Linked DNA regions of Mus musculus: region 1 is linked to region 2. Evidence: chromatin contacts called from public HiChIP or PLAC-seq data. All regions are on one chromosome and are shown on one strand. The core of a region is the stretch at or near the end of the contact, and the rest is flanking DNA. Distances in the headings are between cores, read along the strand shown. Region 1 overlaps Dnajc3 (DnaJ heat shock protein family (Hsp40) member C3). Region 2 has its middle 6.9 kb from the start of Gm32382.

What was found. HiChIP or PLAC-seq counts read pairs in DNA pulled down with a chosen protein or histone mark.
Region 1: a contact with region 2 is called in a BATF HiChIP or PLAC-seq map of CD8 T cells, with 11 read pairs. The contact joins two enhancer-like sites. A contact is called at or near these places in 3 of 39 promoter capture datasets (the HPC-7 cell line, HPC-7-derived erythroid cells and pre-B cells), 3 of 15 datasets of contacts at CTCF or cohesin (CD8 T cells, pro-B cells and thymocytes), 9 of 484 Hi-C or Micro-C datasets (the AML12 cell line, B cells, CD4 T cells and 5 more), 4 of 115 datasets of contacts at active chromatin or transcription factors (CD8 T cells, effector CD8 T cells, embryonic forebrain and 1 more) and 2 of 9 other capture datasets (adipose tissue and liver).

The regions. Positions count from the first base shown.
Region 1 is chr14:118,940,456-118,945,765 of GRCm38.p6, forward strand. The region is part of intron 1 of Dnajc3 (DnaJ heat shock protein family (Hsp40) member C3); the gene reads left to right. Among named protein-coding and RNA genes, the nearest start is that of Dnajc3, 5.2 kb to the left of the region's middle. Within about 2 kb of position 1,771, at least 34 of the 459 cell types and tissues checked have an H3K27ac peak or open chromatin away from gene starts, as enhancers often do. A contact at or near this core is called in CD8 T cells, where this site is marked.
Region 2 is chr14:118,824,565-118,829,627 of GRCm38.p6, forward strand. It overlaps a transcript of Cldn10 not described here. Among named protein-coding and RNA genes, the nearest start is that of Gm32382, 6.9 kb to the left of the region's middle. Within about 2 kb of position 3,542, at least 20 of the 459 cell types and tissues checked have an H3K27ac peak or open chromatin away from gene starts, as enhancers often do. A contact at or near this core is called in CD8 T cells, where this site is marked.

The DNA.
Region 1 (5,310 bases), core at 521-3,020, 110 kb after region 2:
CATTTCTGAGAGGATCCCAGATGACCACATTTTGAGAATCACTGGTGTAATAAAGTATCTGTAGGAATTGAATTAGAGGTTATGCTGTTTGTTAGAATTGGTGATGAGGTTATTAAGATACAGAGTAGCAAATTGTTAGCTTCTGTTTTCTTAAATGGCTTAGTTATATCTGGGTCCATTAGCCTCTGTCTTGAGGAGGCATGCAGGTCAGGTGCTGCCACACTGCACTTAAGGCTGCAGAGAGAAGACATAAGGGAGAGTTCTGTGAGAACAGGAAACGTGAAACACAGTTTCGTACTGTAGAGATGGAGTGGCACACCTCAGTGGCCTGCTTTTTTCCTGATTTAAACTGGGCTTTTCTGTTGTAATCCACAGGAGGGAAGCATATATCATTGGCTGACTCTTCAAATTTCCTTTCTGAGAGGTTTTGAAAGAAAGCTAGAGCAGGAGAAATAGAATTTTTGAGTAGAAAGAAAATTGTAGGGACTGGAGGTGGCCCTGTTAAGAGGCTGCCAGCATCGCACAAGCAGCTCCAGGGAGCCGAGGTGCCGGGGTGCCTTCTCTCTCACACTAGAGAGACACACGTGAGATCCAAGCAGAGGAAGACATCTTAGCACTCTCACATTACAAATAAGATTATTTCATTTTATTGCTAGTGGCTTGGTGAGTTGAGTATGAATACAGACAAAAAACATTTTGTTGTCTTAGTTTTCTTTTTCTCTTGACCTATATCACATTTCCTGTTCTCATAGAACTTTCCCTTATGTCTTCTCTCTCCAGCCATAAGTGCAGTGTGGCACCACCTGACCTGCATGTGTCCTCAAAACTAAGGTCAATGAACCCAGTTATAACTAACCACCACCCCACCCCCAGGGTCACACTGTGCAGCCTTGTCTGCCCTGGAACTCACTGTGTAGACCAGGCTGGCCTCTAACTCTGCCTCTGCTGGGATTAAAGGTGTGTGCCACCTTGGTAGACTGGGAACCAGTTTTTAAAATTTTTTTATTTTTTTATTTTTATTTTTTTAATAGTATGTATTTTAATAGCAAACTTACAGGAACAGCACAGAAGACAGACAACATTAAAAGCCCTTATTTGCATGAGGACATCTCAGAAAAGGATAGTGAGTGGTGGAATCTACTGGGTGCTAACAATGCTACAGACACTGTTTATTGCCACCAACAAGGAATTTAATTAATTTTTTAAAAAATCCAAATGCTGGCATTGTCCAGAAAATGTTAACATGTTTATTTATAATTGCTATGAAGTTGAAATGTGTTCACTGGAACAGTTTGCTTGCATTAATGCTTTCCATCTTGCATTTATATTAAAAATTCACACACAAATAAACATGGAAAAACGCCAATACCCGATGCTGTCCCCTATGTTTCCACTCGCAATCATATACTTAGGTACCTTTGACCCCATTGGGGTTGGGGTGGGGAACTACTGACAACAACAACAAGAAGAAAAACAATTTCTTGAGAATGAAATGTTTCCCCTCATAGTGACTCTTAAGCATGTTCTCCGCGTGTGTGGCGGGCTAGCTGGATATCTTTTGGCATAATTGCTGCATGTTTGGTGTGGATAGCACAGTTTGGTCCTTTCAGAAGGGCCAACCAGCTAGGCCTCACTTGCCTCCTGCAAATCACCAGTAGTCGCACGCTGGAAGCGCAGGTCTGTTTTGAAGTCCTGAGCACTTTCTCGCACCAGACGCTAACAGGGGAGCCTGTGAGTCAGAAGCTCAGTGGCCTTCTGAGAGCGTCTGCTGTGCCACCGTACCAGGCCTGTAACGCTGTACCATGAGGTTTCTTCACCCCTCTAGTAGAGGGTGCACTCTGTGGCGAGGCTTTTGTAGCCAGTTGTTTCCTCAGTGCTTTAGCACCGGTGGATCTGCAGGCCTTGTGTGTTTTGTCTGCTTTACTGGAGCCACCCACGGTTTGGACACCTCCTTCCCCTGTACTGTGGCTGGCCAGAGCTCAGCAAGCAAGAGGCAGCGCTGTTAGAGAGCTGTGTGCATCGGACACCAGGAAGCCAGTTTTTAATTCACTGAATAAATATATGATTAAACCATATATTTTGGCCATCATGGGAAAAGATTTGAAAGTCTTTGCAAACAAAAGGTTGTAATAGATTTTATTTAAACCGATAAATTAACAGTATATTTGACCTTTTGTATGATTTCTTTGGTATTAGTTAAATATGAAGAGAAAAATTTAAATGCATGATTTTAATAGTTTATATAATCAGATGGTCAGATAACTTCCTAAAATTATTTTGAACTGTTTCGCAAGGTAGATTATAAGGTTAGCAGCAGTGTCAGCGTTTAGCTCATCCCACCAGCTGGCGTTGGCTGAGAGGATGCATGGGATTGCAGTTGCCTCCATTCTGTGGGGCAGACTTGCTCTAAGATGAGATGCCCTGGAGCAAGTAGGTTTTATTTTCCCATGTGAAGTTTTTTGTTTGTTTGTTTGTTTTTGTTTTGTTTTGTTTGTTTTTGAGACAGGGTTTCTCTGTGTAGGCCTGGCTGTCCTGGAACTCACTCTGTAGACCAGGCTGGCCACGAACTCAGAAATTCACCTGCTTCTGCCTCCCAAATGCTGGGATTAAAGGCTGGCACCACCAAACCCGGCCTCCCATGTGAAGTTAATGGTGATTCAGTTCAGTTTCTATTGTCATGATCTTTTAACTATTTGGGGTGTGTGTGTGTGTGTGTGTGTGTGTGTGTGTGTGTGGTGTTGAGACAGGGTCTCACTCTTTAGCCCAGGCTAGTCTGGATGGACTCTGGAATTTGATATGCATATCAGGATTGGCTCAGGCTTGTGGTGGTCCTCTCCCCTCCGCCTTCTGAGTATTGGCATTACAGGCTTGCCCCACTACACCTGCTTTCTTTGGATTTATTAATGAACAGTTTAACTTTGTTTACATAGAAATTCCCTGGAACCCAATCACCTGCCCTTCATAACTCAATTCTTTATTTTTTCAATCTTAGCTTTATTTGCTTTCTGTATCTTTAGAAACTAGCTCTTTTAACATTGCTAAATATGATGAGCTAGTTGCTTGGAGTCTTGGAATATAAGAAAAGACTCATGTGTCAGCTAAGGTTAAGCTATATGGTGCTGTGGTGAGGTATACAAAATAAATATGTTGAGGCTAGAGAGAAGGCTTAGAGGTTAAGAGCACTGACTGCTTTTCCAAAGGTCCTGAGTTCAATTCCCAGCAACCACATGGTGGCTCACAACCATCTGTAATGGGATCTGACGCCCTCTTCTGGTGTGTCAGAAGACAGCTACAGTGTATCCATATAAATAAAATAAAGTCTTAAAAAAATAACTGTGTTACCTTAGAGTTGACAAAACAGGGACCATAAGACAGGCTTTGGGGAACCATCCTTACCTTTTATCTGTTTTCTTCAAGCTTAGGGGGCCATCACGACAACCATGTTATTACAAACACATTCTTATGTTTTTCTGCTCTTGTATTCTTTGGCTTTCCTTACCCAGCAGATCCCCAAGCCCAGTAAATTTAAGTTTGTTTTATGTACCTAAAGGATAAACACAGATGGAGAAAACCAGCCTGATTGTTAGTCTCCTTTTAAGCCCCTGAGCCTCAATCTCAACTGCACACTCAGTGTTGCTTGTACTCTAATTCTTCAGTCTGCCTGTTCTTGAAAAATCAGTGACTTTAAACCTTGCCCTGAAATATCCAAGTCCAGCTTAAGTTTAATTCCCTTTCTCTTACTCCCTCACCTCCCCCCCCCAACCCCCCACACACACACACAGGATTTCATTGTGTTGCCTTGGCTGTCCTGGAGCTCTGTAGACCAGGCTGCCTCTCTGACTCCGGAGTGCTGGGATTAAAGTTGTGGGTTACCACCAACTGGCTTTATTCATTCTTAACAACAACAACAACAACAACAACAACAACAACTGAGTTGGAGGAGGTTGAGGGCAGGGCAGAGTTGGGCTGTGTGTTAGCACAGTGTGTGGAGGCCGGATGAAAACTTGCAGGAGCTGGGTCTCTTGCTCCATCATGTGGTATGGGGTCCAGGGATTAAGTTCAAGTCCACCAGGCTTGGTGGCAAAGTGCCTTTAGTCACAGAGCCAGCCTGAAGGCTGGCCTCCACTTAAGTCATTCTAAGATGGTGTCTTTGTTGAGGAGGAGAACAACATCTTTTTTCTTTTTTTCCACAACACAATTCTGGCTCTTATCTCCATCTCTGCCCACATTCCTCACCAGTCTGAGGAGTTTTAGCTGGATTAGTAGTTTGGATTTTGAGAAGTCCTAGGTCACTTAACTTGGTTTGGTCTTTAAAAATAAAAGTCGTTCAGGCTGGTTATGAACTTGCATTGTTTCCCAGGCAGGTTTCATGCTCAGCATCCTGTCTTAGCTTGGCCTCTGGTGGGTTGGAGGCATGTGAAAAGGAAGGGCTTTCTTCAGACAAGTTGTTTCTCTCTTTTGCCATCACTTCTCCCCTCCAGCATTGCAACATGCCCTTTGCATCTACCGAGTCTCCAACATTCATCATTTGCCCCTGAAGCTACTGAGTTGTATTTTGGTTCTCCTGGTAATACACTTTTATTTATTTATTTATTTTAAAGATTCTATTTATTTTATGTGTGTGGGTATTTTGCCTACATATATGTCTGTACAACATGTGTGTGCCTTGTTTTCTTCTGTCGCAATCCTCAGAGAATAACACTATTAGTTAGTCTATCTTTTTTCCTACTCTTCCTCTTTACACTGTTGACCCCTGATTGACAGGAGAAACCTGCTCAGTCAGGGCTCATTCGGAAATTACTTGATACTTGATTGTCTTATCTCTTGGAAAATAGTGCTCACACAACGTGTAGCAATGTAATAAAAATTGTGGCTCAGAATAGAGTATAGATGTTGTAAGACGGCCAACAATCTATAAGGAACCTTTTTTAGACATTAGTGTCTTGATGGATCATTTAGGATCAGTTATTAGTAATTGGACTTGGTAATTATATGTGTTATAGACTTAATTTGAAGACATATTCAAGTAGGAAGGCAAATATTCATTTAATTTAATAAATATTGAGTGCTCACCATATGTAATACACTGAACTATGTGATGTTCATAGAGGAATAGTTTCTGCTCTCTGACTTGCTTTTCATTAATGCTGGGCTAAGGGTGGATCAGAGTTGTAAGAGACAGGCTAACTGTGAAGAGCAGTGTGTTGAGAAGCAGTGTGTCCTGCAAAGCAAGTGTGCATTTGTGAGTATGGGAATGCATAGTACAGGGGGAGCTAGAGGACTCCTGCTCTTGCCAGGCGGGTGCAGAGG
Region 2 (5,063 bases), core at 2,292-4,791:
TACTTTAGTTGTCATTTTAGAGGAGATAATCCCATTTAATTGAGTAGTAATTTAGTAATAATGGAAATGAAGCATGTGCGAAGTGTCTAGCACATCTGATCTAAATGCTCGTTAGCCTTGCTGACGACTTCCTACCTCTCTACCCCAGTCACGTGACTGTTGAAGCTGCCTGACCTGCGGCCTCCATCAGCATCCTTGCAGGGAGCAGCCACCTCGCCTTTACGCTGCATCTCTCTTCACCTCAGTGCTGTTAGGATGGCCGGACACAAACTATTTCGTCTTCATCATCCAAGTCTCTACATCTTTGGAGACACACATTAGAAAGACAAACACATACTGCATAACTTCCATACTGTATGTAATGCTGTGATCTCAAGCTATAGGAGACCCCAGCTATAGGGACAATCAAGTCCATAACAAGCAATTGCCCAGATATTAATGTGTGTGTGTGTGTGTGTGTGTGTGTGTGTGTGTGTATAAATTTCTCAATTAGTGATCAGTGGGGGAGGTCCTAGCCCATTGTGGGTGGTGCCATTCCTGGGCTGGTGGTCCTGGGTTCTATAAGAAAGCAGGCTGAGCAAGCAGGGAAAGCAAGCCAGTAAGCAGCACCCTCCATGGCCTCTGCATTAGCTCCTGCCTCCAGGATCCTGCCCTGTTAATTTCCTGTCAATGATGAACAATGTGGAGATATAAGCTGAATAAACCCTTTCCTCCCCAACTTGCTTTTTGGTCATGGTGTTTTGTCGCAGCAAAAGAAACCCTAAGACACAGGTATATGAAATTCGACCACCAGTTAAAGGGGAACCTTCATACCTTGGCAGAGAACTGGGCTAGGAGACTGGACCTGACACCCACCACAAAATTAGATTATAAAGAAGTCATCATTGATAGTCTAAGTAAAAGGTAAAAGTGTCTTCCATCTGGGCCAAAATTCTATCAGAGTCATTTTAGACCTGCTCCAAACAAAGAAATAAGAGATTGATCAAATAGCAGAAGTATGATCACTTTAGCTTGATGATAATGTAAAGAGAGAGCCTGATTCTTCTAGATTTGCTTTATATGTATGAATATATACCACATTCATGCTCGAGAATTTCCATTGTGTGGGTGCTAGAACTCAAACCTAGGTCCTCTGTAAGTACAGCAAGCACTCTCAACCCCTGAACCATCTCTTTAGCCCCAGTAACCAGACATTTTCTAACCTAATTTGGTCTCAGATAGCTCTAAGCAACTCTACTTTCTCCTAAAGCTACAAATGAGGTGATTTGAGGCCTCTCCACCAGCCTTCCTCACAGAGGGTCCTGGGCGGCCTTTCTGATGGTCATTGTTGTTTATTGGCTTTGCCCCTACTGCTTTCTGTCTTGTTATCCGCTCTTCTCCCCGTGTATAATCGACCTTCCTCACATGCAACGGTCAGCATGGTTCCATTATTGTCAAGTGCCCATCTTCCAGGTGAGCTGGAAAATGTTTTGTGACTAGTAAGTGCGTGACGGGGTGGGGGGGGGGGGTCGGGAGGTGAGGGTCGAGGGGAGAGAGACTTCTCACGTTTGTGTTGCCGGTGTCTCTAGGGTAAACACTTCTACTTCAGTGTTCCAATCTGCCACCATACTGATTGCATCGCTGACCTGACAGTGGAGAGACTCCTAAGCTCTTCTGCAAGCAGGTTGTGGCGCGTGACTAGTTCTGAAAGAGAGAGGCACCGCATTTGATGACGACAGGGTCCTTCCTACCCACTGACTTACAACCTAGGACAGTTTGCAATGGGGGACATTTGGGCATCTTTACCTGTGAGGTTCACATGGTCAGTCTTCCCCTTGCCGGTCAAGCCACACAGTCACCAGCGTCACACTTAGCATAGCTCCTCTCAGGTCGCCTGTGGGTGCCCTGAGCCCTCTGAGTGCACATCAGTGTTCGAGGGAGGATATGTCCCGTACTTCCCCCTTTGCAAATCTTCGTACTTGGCCTCTAGACCAGTGCAAATTACAGTGTTTAGTTAAGAGGATTATCTCACTTGACCACACACACACACACACACACACACACACACACGAGAACTCCCTTCTGGCCTGGAGCTTGCAACAATCTCTCCACTTCTGCCTTCCTAGTGCTGGCAGCATTGCAGGTCTCCATGACTAGCTTTCAAGGGATTCTCGAGCATTTGGTTGTTGTTAGCTTATTGGAAGCTTGCTCAGTTTTCCTATGTCTTTTCTGGGCCCTGCATACTTGGTGTGACATATATATATATATATATATATATATATATATATATATGTAAAAACGTACCCTTTGTCTACTATTAGAACCGTGTTTACTATCATGTGAAGTGTCTGTTGCACAGCAAAGGGATCTTTAAGGGCTGGTAACTCATAAAAGTACTGTCTCCCATCCAAGCGCCAACCAGGCCCAACTCTGCTTGGCTTCTGAGGTCAGATGGGAGCAGGTGCATTCAAGTGCTATGGCCATAGATGTAAATTGTGTTAAGAAAGATATGATGGTGACTTGTGAGAGACCTACCTCTATTTTTGACTGCCCCGCTACCTGAAGCAAATTAGTCAGGTTTAAGTCCCCCATGTTCAAATCAATGGTAGTAAGACAGCTATTGGTGTGTTAAAGACCCGGAGAATGAAAAGTGCCTAAACATTAAAAAATACTATGAGTAAATATATTTGTCAGGCATAGGGATTTTTCTAGAAAATAAGCATTTTGCATCGCTGGAGTCTTTTTTTTTCTTATCTCAAAGATTCTTGGAACGCCTACAGAACTTAAGATTTGACAACCAGTTTTACAAGAACCTTGTCCAATATTTTCTCACATTCAACAGTCGGCCAAATTCCGCATTAAGTAGAGGCAGACACTGTAAACACAGATTAGTATCATTTGCTGAGGCCCCTGTGGGATTTCCTTTAGGGGAAAAAGCAAAAACTGTGATAGAATAGCAGAGAACAAAGGGAAGAAAGAAAGCAACGCCACAAGCAACCCCATGCCTGCTCATCGCCAGGGTTTCTGATGTGACCCCAGCTGCTTCCACACAAGAGCTTCTTTGGTTTCTTTGTGGAAGACTGTTCTACCATGGGCAGAGGGGAGGGGCAAGGGGCGGGGCCTCCTCTTAGTACTTCAGAAGGAGACCAGCAGGTAGCCAGAGAAGTCTATGTCAAGACTGTTCTTCAGGCTGCTGAGGTAGCTCAGTTGGTAAAGTGCTTGCTGTCCAAGCAGGAAGGCCTGGGTTCACTCCCCTAAACTATGAAAAGATTGGGTTGGGCTGGGGTGAGCGTGGTTATTTGTAATCCCAGCCCTGGGATGTGGAGATAAGTGGATTTTGGCCAGCTTGAGTTGGTAAAATGAGAGACTGTTAGAAAGGTGCATGTGGGGTGGGGGGGGGGGGTTAGGTGGCACTTGAGAACTCAGGCTTTCACTTGTGCAACAGATGCGTCCCTGACCTAACCTTTGTGGTTCTCTAAATTAACACCCCACTGACTTAGTCAGGGTTACCACTGCCTGGATGAAACGCCATGATCAAAAGCACGGTGGGGAGGAATGGGTGTATTCAGCTATCACTTCCACATCGTAGAGCACCACTGAAGGAGGCCAGGGCTGGGATCCAGAGGCAGGAGCTATGCAGAAGCCATGGAGGGGTGGTGCTTCCTGCCTTGCTCCCCAAGGCTTGATCAACCTGCTTTCTGAAAATCCCATCTATAAGACCATCAGCCCACGGATGTGCTCTCCCCATCAGCTAAGAAAATGCCTTACAGCTGGATCTTACGGTGGGCTTGTCTCAACTGAGGTTCCCTCCTTTCAGATAGTTCTACCGTGTGTCAGGTTGACATAAAATTATCCAACACAGTTGACACCTTGTCAACTTGACACACGCCATCCCTGTTAAGCCAAAACCTTTCCTTTCTTGCTCATCCCCAAGATCACACATTAATAAAGACATCACGATATAAAACATTGTACAAACCTAAAAAGTCCCACAGCCTTGCAAATTAACACTTTAAAAGTTGTCTCTTTAAAAATACCCAGTCCATTTTAAAATTCTATTTTTCTGAAACCCAAATCTCTCTCTCTCTCCCTCTCTCTCCCTCTCTCTCTCTCTCTCTCTCTCTCTCTCTCTCTCTCTCTCTCTCTCTCTCTCTCTGGTTTAGTCTCTCAAATGTGGGCCACTGTAAAGTCAAAAATAAATCCAGTCCTTTGTTCCTTCAAGAGGGAAGAACCAGGGCACAGTCACAATCAAATGAAAGCAAAACCAAACTCCAACAGTATAAATAACTCGATGTCTAAGATTCACTCCAGATCTTCTGGGATCCTCCACGCAGCTTGGTCAGGTCTCCAGCTCTGCTGTCTGCAGAACACACAGCTTGTCCTCTTGGCCCCAGCTGATCCCCTAGATAACCAGAACCTCAGAGACAAGTGGCCCTGATAGAGTCTTTAGTCTCTGAAAGTTTACAAGCCTAGCCTCGTCTTCTGCACTGTCCTCGACGTTCTTGGAGTCTACGATCCTGCAGAACAACCCACTAAGCACTAGCACTCAATGGCTTTTCTTGCACAAAGTTCCAAAGTTCTTCCACAATCTTTCCCAAAACACAGTCATGTCTGTCACAGCAATCCCCTACTATGCTGGTACCGACTTGCACGATTTAGGGTTTCTATTGCTCCAATGATTAACCAAGACCAAAAGCAACTTGGGGAGGAAATTTGGTTTATTCTTCCATATCACTATTTATCATTGAAGGAAGTCAGGACAGGACCTCATACAGGGCAGGGACCTGTAGGCAGATGCTGATACAGAGGGCATGGAAGGGTGCTGCCCTCATGGCTTGCTCATGGCTTGGTCAGCCTGTTTTCTTACGGAACAGAACCACCAGCCCAGAGATGGCACCACTCACAATGGGCTAGATCCTCCCCAATCAATCACTAGTTAAGAAAATGACCTACAGCTGATCTTATAGAGGCATTTTCTCAATTGAAGTTTCCTTTCAATTGAGTTTCAATGACTCTCGCCTGTGACAAGATGATATGAAACTGTCTAGCACACTCACAAACATCCGATGTTTATAAACCTAAAT